Linked DNA regions of Sus scrofa: region 1 is linked to region 2. Evidence: chromatin contacts called from public HiChIP or PLAC-seq data. All regions are on one chromosome and are shown on one strand. The core of a region is the stretch at or near the end of the contact, and the rest is flanking DNA. Distances in the headings are between cores, read along the strand shown.

Region 1 (2,796 bases), core at 43-2,542, 180 kb before region 2:
TAGGATGGAATCTTTTATAGCTTTTAAAGTTTTGAAGTATTTTATTCCATTTTTTTTTTGGCCACACCATCGCACGCAGAAATTCCCGGGGCCAAGGATCGAACTTGCGCCACAGCAACGACAATGCCGGACCCTTCGCACACTGCACTACAGGAGAACTCCCTCACTGACCAAGTATTCTGTGCCAGGCACTGTTTCAGGCACAGAGAGGACCCAAAGTCCTCACCCTTGTGGGGCTTGTTCTGGGGGTAGGAACAGGCCCTAACAGCACATGATTCCTGGTGATGAGAAGGGCCACGCAGGGCTAAGGCAGGACAAAAGGACAGAGCGCTGGGTGGGTGGATGGCTGTTTTAGACAGGAGGGCAAGGTCTAGGGGAAGATATTTCCAGGCAGAGGAAACAAGCTGGCTGGAGGACCCAGGAGGGGCAGAGCAGCTCGGCTGGAAGCAGGTGGATCTGCATCGGGGCGAGGGGAGGGGGGAGCCAGGCGGGGTCAGAATTGGCACCAAACCTCTGCCCCTCAATTTCCCTGCCTGTCGCACAGGGATGGTGCGCCTGGAGAACTACTTTGTAGGGTGGCATGGGGATTCAATGTCACACATAAAGCACGCAGCTCCAAGCCCGGCTCTCGGTAAAGGCTCGAATTATCTACGCAGGACCTGAGCTGTCGCCCTTGAGATCCTCAGTCTGAAATAAGGAGGAAGCTGTGCTGAGACCCCCTGCTGGGAGTGGTCAGGAAACCCAGTCTCTGAGCCTTGGTCCATGAAAACCAGACAAGAGCCACTCTGTCAGCTGATGACAGGGTTCCTGGGACAGGCTGGCTCTTGCGGGTGGGGAGTGTGGCCTTGCAGGGTGGGAGCAGCAGCTCCTGCAGGGCGAGAGGTAAAACCCAGGAAAGCCAGGTGAGTGGCTGGGCTCTGCTGCTGCCTGCCTGGGTGGCCTGAGTAAGTGACCAGCCTTCTGGGCTCCTGGGCAAGAATGGGGGACCGGGCTCACCTCCTTCCTGCCAGGCCCACGTGGGCCTGGCTCCCCTGCAAACCCGACAATGCCTGGCACACCGAGCCAGGAAATCTTCGCAGGAGACTAACAGCCTCTGAGACCCAGGCTGAGACTTCTAGGAGGGAGGCTGGAGCTGGCCATTCCGCCACCACAGTGCCCTCTGGCCCCTTCCGGAGAAGGGAGGGGAAAAGCAGAAACCACCAAGTTTCAAAATGACACACAGTTGGTCCCCAGGGCCCTCCCTGAAGCAAGGGCCTGCCAGCTTTTGGGTGGCTGCTACTTCCTCTTCTGGGGCCGGGCCAGGAGGGCGGGGCAGCCCCTCCCTGCAGCCCTGGAACCTGGAACATCCGGCCATCCCTGGGCAGGGGTGGCCCCTGCCATGTGGTCCCTGAATGGCGTTTATAAGCTGTGTCCCCTGAGAGGTAGCTGCCCACCCTGGGCCAATTCGAAAGCATTTTCTTTTTTTCTTTTTTTTTTCGGGCCAAACCTGTGGCACATGGAGGTTCCCAGGCTAGGGGTCGAATCGCAGAGCTGCAGCTGCAGGTCTACACCACAGCCACAGCCACACCAGATACTTAATACACTGATAGAGGCCAGGGATCAAACCCACATGTTCATGGATACTAGTTGAGTTCTTAAGGGGCTAAACCACAATGGAAACTCCTCAAAGGGGATTTTCTTCGGGCTGAATCTCCCATTGAAAACATTCCCCACTCCCCTTCTCCTCCTTTACAAAGAGAATCAGGACAAGGGCAGCAGGTGGTGGGGACTCCGTAAACTATCATTTCCACAAGGAAAGAGATCTTGGCTGCTTTGTCCAGAGCTGTATCCCAGCATCACATCTGCCACGTGAAGGACTCAGCAGGCCAATCAAATGAGCAACGGAACAAGTGCATGGACAGGAAAAAATGACAAACCTGGGTTTTAAGGAACATGTTTTTGTTTGTTTGTTTTGTCTATTTATGCTTGTACCTGCAGCACATGGAGGTTCCCAGGCTAGGAGTCGAAACAGAGCTACAGCTGCCAGCCTACACCAGAGCCGCAGCCACAACAGATCCAAGCCACCGTCTGCGACCTACACCGCAGCTCACAGCAAGGCCGAATTCTTAACCCACTGAGCGAGGCCAGGGATTGAACCTGCATCCTCATGGATCCCAGTCAGGTCCATTAACCACTGAGCTATGATGGGAATGCCTAAAAAACATGTTTGACGACAGTTCTCCCTCTGGAAGCAGATGCCCCCAAACCAGATTTCTCACATACACGGAAGCTCCTGAAAGCATTATTCAAAAGAGTGGAAAATCGGAAAGAACCCAGGTTGGAGCCTGGTTGGGGACAGTTCTATAAATTTGGGCTCACCCCAACCATGAGGTAATATGCAGCCCTTAAAAAAACGAGCTTGCCGTGTGCATACTAACTTGGAATTTTGTCCATAACATGCTGTCCCCGCGGCAGGGCTGGCAAACATGCACAGTATGAATTCCAATTGTATCTGTTTTGACATTTCTTTTTACAGCCGCACCCTCGGCACATGGAGGTTCCCAGGCGAGGGGTCCAATAGGAGCTGTGGCCGCCGGCCTACACCACAGCCACAGCAACACGGGATCTGAGCCATGTCTCCAACCTACACCGCAGCTCACAACAATGCTGGATCTTTAACCCGCTGAGCGAGGCCAGGGATTGAACACACATCCGTATGGATACTAGTCAGATTCGTTATAACCACTGAGCCAGGACAGGAACTCCTCCTAGAAAGCGTTTTTGATGGAGAGCATACAGCCCTTTTATGGTTCAATA
Region 2 (3,155 bases), core at 546-3,045:
TTTTTTTTTCCCCAAGACCCTTCACTGAGTTCTCAAACTATGTGCCCAGGATTTAGTCATCCAGGATGCCCATACATTTTAATGAAGTGGCAAGGCTAAACATCATTAATTCAGGAAATTCATCAGCCAAAAGTTAGGTGTACACGGTTTATAGATGGAGCTTAGTGAGAGGCAAGCAACTGGCCTCAATGCTAGCACGTTAAGAAAAAGTTGTAAATCCACCCAGCCCCAAACGATTTAGTTTAGGAAACTTTCAAGTATGCCCCACATTTGAGACATCCAACATAAGGCTGGAACAAAACCAACACTGTCATCTTCGCTATTCCTAAAAGCTATTTCTTCTTCAACTAACTCTCCGTCCTCTACACAAGCTATAGAATGGAATCCTCAAGAGATCACTTAAGCACAGGTAAAAATTAATTGTATTGTTATTTTGCTACACTGCAACACCGATTGAATTAAAAGATCTCTCCTCAGCAAGCTGCTATTTACAATAAAGTAGAAGCGCGTTCCGTGTTACAAAAACTTTTAAAGTACCGATCCTATTGGGGTAAGTCGGACTCAGGTATTTGTACGTTTATCCTACATATTTTCCTTTACGTAAGACGGTTGGGAATTTGACTAGCCCACCCCGACAGCGCACTGGCCCAACACCCCCAAGCTGCAGCAAGAAGCCACGTTTTAACTCCGGCAGACCGTTTCCCCACCCCTCGTTAAAACACTGCCTGTGGCCACTTGAGACTTCCCCAGCCGAGCTCCAGAAACTTGCAGGTTTAAATGGCCAAATTGGAACCAACCAGGGCAGCTGTCATCTGAAACTCAGGAAAGCTGAGACCAGCCAACTCTGCTGAACAAGGACGGGTGCGGAGAGATGTGGCGGGGCCCGTCGGAGGGAATGCATTAGGCTCCCCTCCCCACCCCCCACCCCCATCAATTCGTTTTTCTGCAACCCCAGCGCCGCCATCCAGTTCCTGAATAATTAAACGGGCTGGAAAGGGAGTGAGGTGGCCTGAGAGGCAGTTTCTGGTCCGAGTTTCCCGAGCCGAGGCGGTGGGGTCGAGAGGCCGAGGGCGACATCCCCGGCGCGCGGAGGGCTTTTTTTCGGGGGCGGGAGAGAAAAAGGGGGCGACCCCGCGGCCGGCCGGAAGCGGAGCGCGGGGAGTGACGTGGAGGAGGAGATGACAAAGGGGCTCGGGGGCCCCGGCCGCGCGGCCCGCGGGCCCGCAGGGGCCAGGACAGGTGGCCGGGCCTGGCCGGGAACAATGGGGGGCCGAGGCTGCCCCCTGGCGCTCACCTACCTCCGGTGCCCTCCGAGTTCTCGTTGAGGCTGCCCGAGGAGTCGTGCTGGGCGCCCACACACCCGCCCATGGGGGCCCCCGGCGCCTCGTCCGCCACCTCCGGGCGCTCGTCCGGGCCCGCCGCCGCCTCTGCTTCCTCAGGCGCCGCCGCTGCCGCTGCCGCTGCCGCCGAGCTCCGGCCAGGCGCGCCGCTCCGCTCGCCCGCCGCGGCCCAGCCTCCGCCCCCCTCGCCGCTCCACCCACCGCCTTGGCTCGGCCCCTTCCTCCGCGCCCACCTCAGTCCCCGGGCCGCCTGCCTGGCAGGCCTGGCCCGCGCACCGCCCTCGCCTCCGGCTCGGCCCCGCCAGGCCGGAGCTGGCCCATCCCGGGCGGGCCGCAGCGCCCGCCTCACCCCCTCACAGCCCCGCACACGCGCGCCCAGGCAAGCCCCGCACCAGCGCCGCCGGTCCGCCAGGCCCCATCGGCCCCCGCCCCGCGGCGCCGCCCTCCGAACCCGTGGCCTGGGCTTCGCCGGGCCCGCCCGGAACCGCCGGGGAGGGCGGGGCCGCAGGAGGCCGCGCGCTGATTGGCTGCGGGCGGGGCCGCGGGCGGAGGGGAGGGAAAGAGAGGAGAGCTGGAGAGGGGAGGGGGGCTCTGAACCGGTGGAAAGGGGGTGATGGGGGGATTAGTCCGGGAGAAGAGGCTGGGGAAGCAGGCGTGGAGGAGGGAGAGAGAAGAGGAGGAGAAGAAAGAGAAGAAAGAGAGAGAGAAGGAATGGAAGAACAAAAGTGAGAAGGGAGAAGTAGAAAGGGGCGAAATCGAGTTTCTGACTCCTTTGCGGGCGTCAGCTCTTTCTCTTTCTGGTAGATGCGGGTGGGCGGGCGGGGGCACAGAGAAGGAAGACTCGCAGGCGGGTTCCTAAAAAACTGGCGGAAGGGGACTCGTGGCTGAAGGTTGAAGTCCCAGCATTTGTGCAGAGTTCAGTGGGTTGGTACCCCGAGTCTGGACTTCCCGTTGCCTGCTGCCCAACCCCCAAACTCCCTAAAATCTCTGTGCCCCATTATTACACATAGAGGCGGTCACTGTGGCTGCAAACTGAACTCAGATTATAGAGGCGAGGCATCCGGTGCAGGGAGAGATAAGCGCGGACTAGTTCAGGGGGCGTGAGTTTGTTTCATTTTCACAGGATTGATTTTTCACACACCACGCTACTTCTCAAGAGCCTGCCTTTAAGTATCTTAAATCGTCTTTAGAACAAAGTGAAATAGAAATAAATAAAATAGCCTGCTTTTTCTAAACTAGAATTTGGTACACTGACCACGCCCGACATTCTTGGCGGTTGCTATCCCAATCTAAGCCAATTGTTAATGGTCCCTTGAGAATGTGCTTCTTGCTATGATGCCTTAACATTTTCATCACTCTGCTTGGGCCTTTTTAAAGCTTATTTCTGCCTAAGAGCTGTTTTAACTATCTGCTCCATTTTTATAATCAGACTTAAAAAAAAAAATCCTAGACCAGCTTTTGCTTAGCATTAAAAAAAAAAAAAAAGATAAGTGAAATACCTAGGAAAGAGACTCAGTGCAGCTTGGAATTTGCATTTAAATATATACACTGGTGGTGGGAGTGTACCTCGGTTCAATCTTTTTGCAAAGCAATTTGGGAACGCAGATCAAAAACCTCAGGAATGTTCATACCCTATGACTCAGGATTATCCCACATGTGGGAATCTGGCTCACAGAAATAGTCCAAAATGGAGACAAAAATTCCTGTCCTTGTATTCATTTGCTAGCCAGATAAAAATGAATGTTCAACAAACAAAACCCTGTACTTAGATGAAAACACCCAAGTACCTTGTAAGAAATAAAAGTCTGCTATATT

The links. HiChIP or PLAC-seq counts read pairs in DNA pulled down with a chosen protein or histone mark.
Region 1: a contact with region 2 is called in an H3K27ac HiChIP or PLAC-seq map of alveolar macrophages. The contact joins the enhancer-like site here to the promoter of UBTD2 in region 2. A contact is called at or near these places in 7 of 47 Hi-C or Micro-C datasets (alveolar macrophages, brain, embryonic fibroblasts and 4 more) and 2 of 2 datasets of contacts at active chromatin or transcription factors (alveolar macrophages and skeletal muscle).

The regions. Positions count from the first base shown.
Region 1 is chr16:52,086,402-52,089,197 of Sscrofa11.1, reverse strand. All of the region lies in intron 4 of STK10 (serine/threonine-protein kinase 10), which reads right to left. Among named protein-coding and RNA genes, the nearest start is that of STK10, 84 kb to the right of the region's middle. Within about 2 kb of position 1,292, at least 21 of the 83 cell types and tissues checked have an H3K27ac peak or open chromatin away from gene starts, as enhancers often do. A contact at or near this core is called in alveolar macrophages, retroperitoneal adipose tissue and subcutaneous adipose tissue, where this site is marked.
Region 2 is chr16:51,905,808-51,908,962 of Sscrofa11.1, reverse strand. UBTD2 (ubiquitin domain-containing protein 2) reads right to left here and starts at 1,795. Exons shown (of 4, transcript XM_021076607.1): 1 at 1,299-1,795.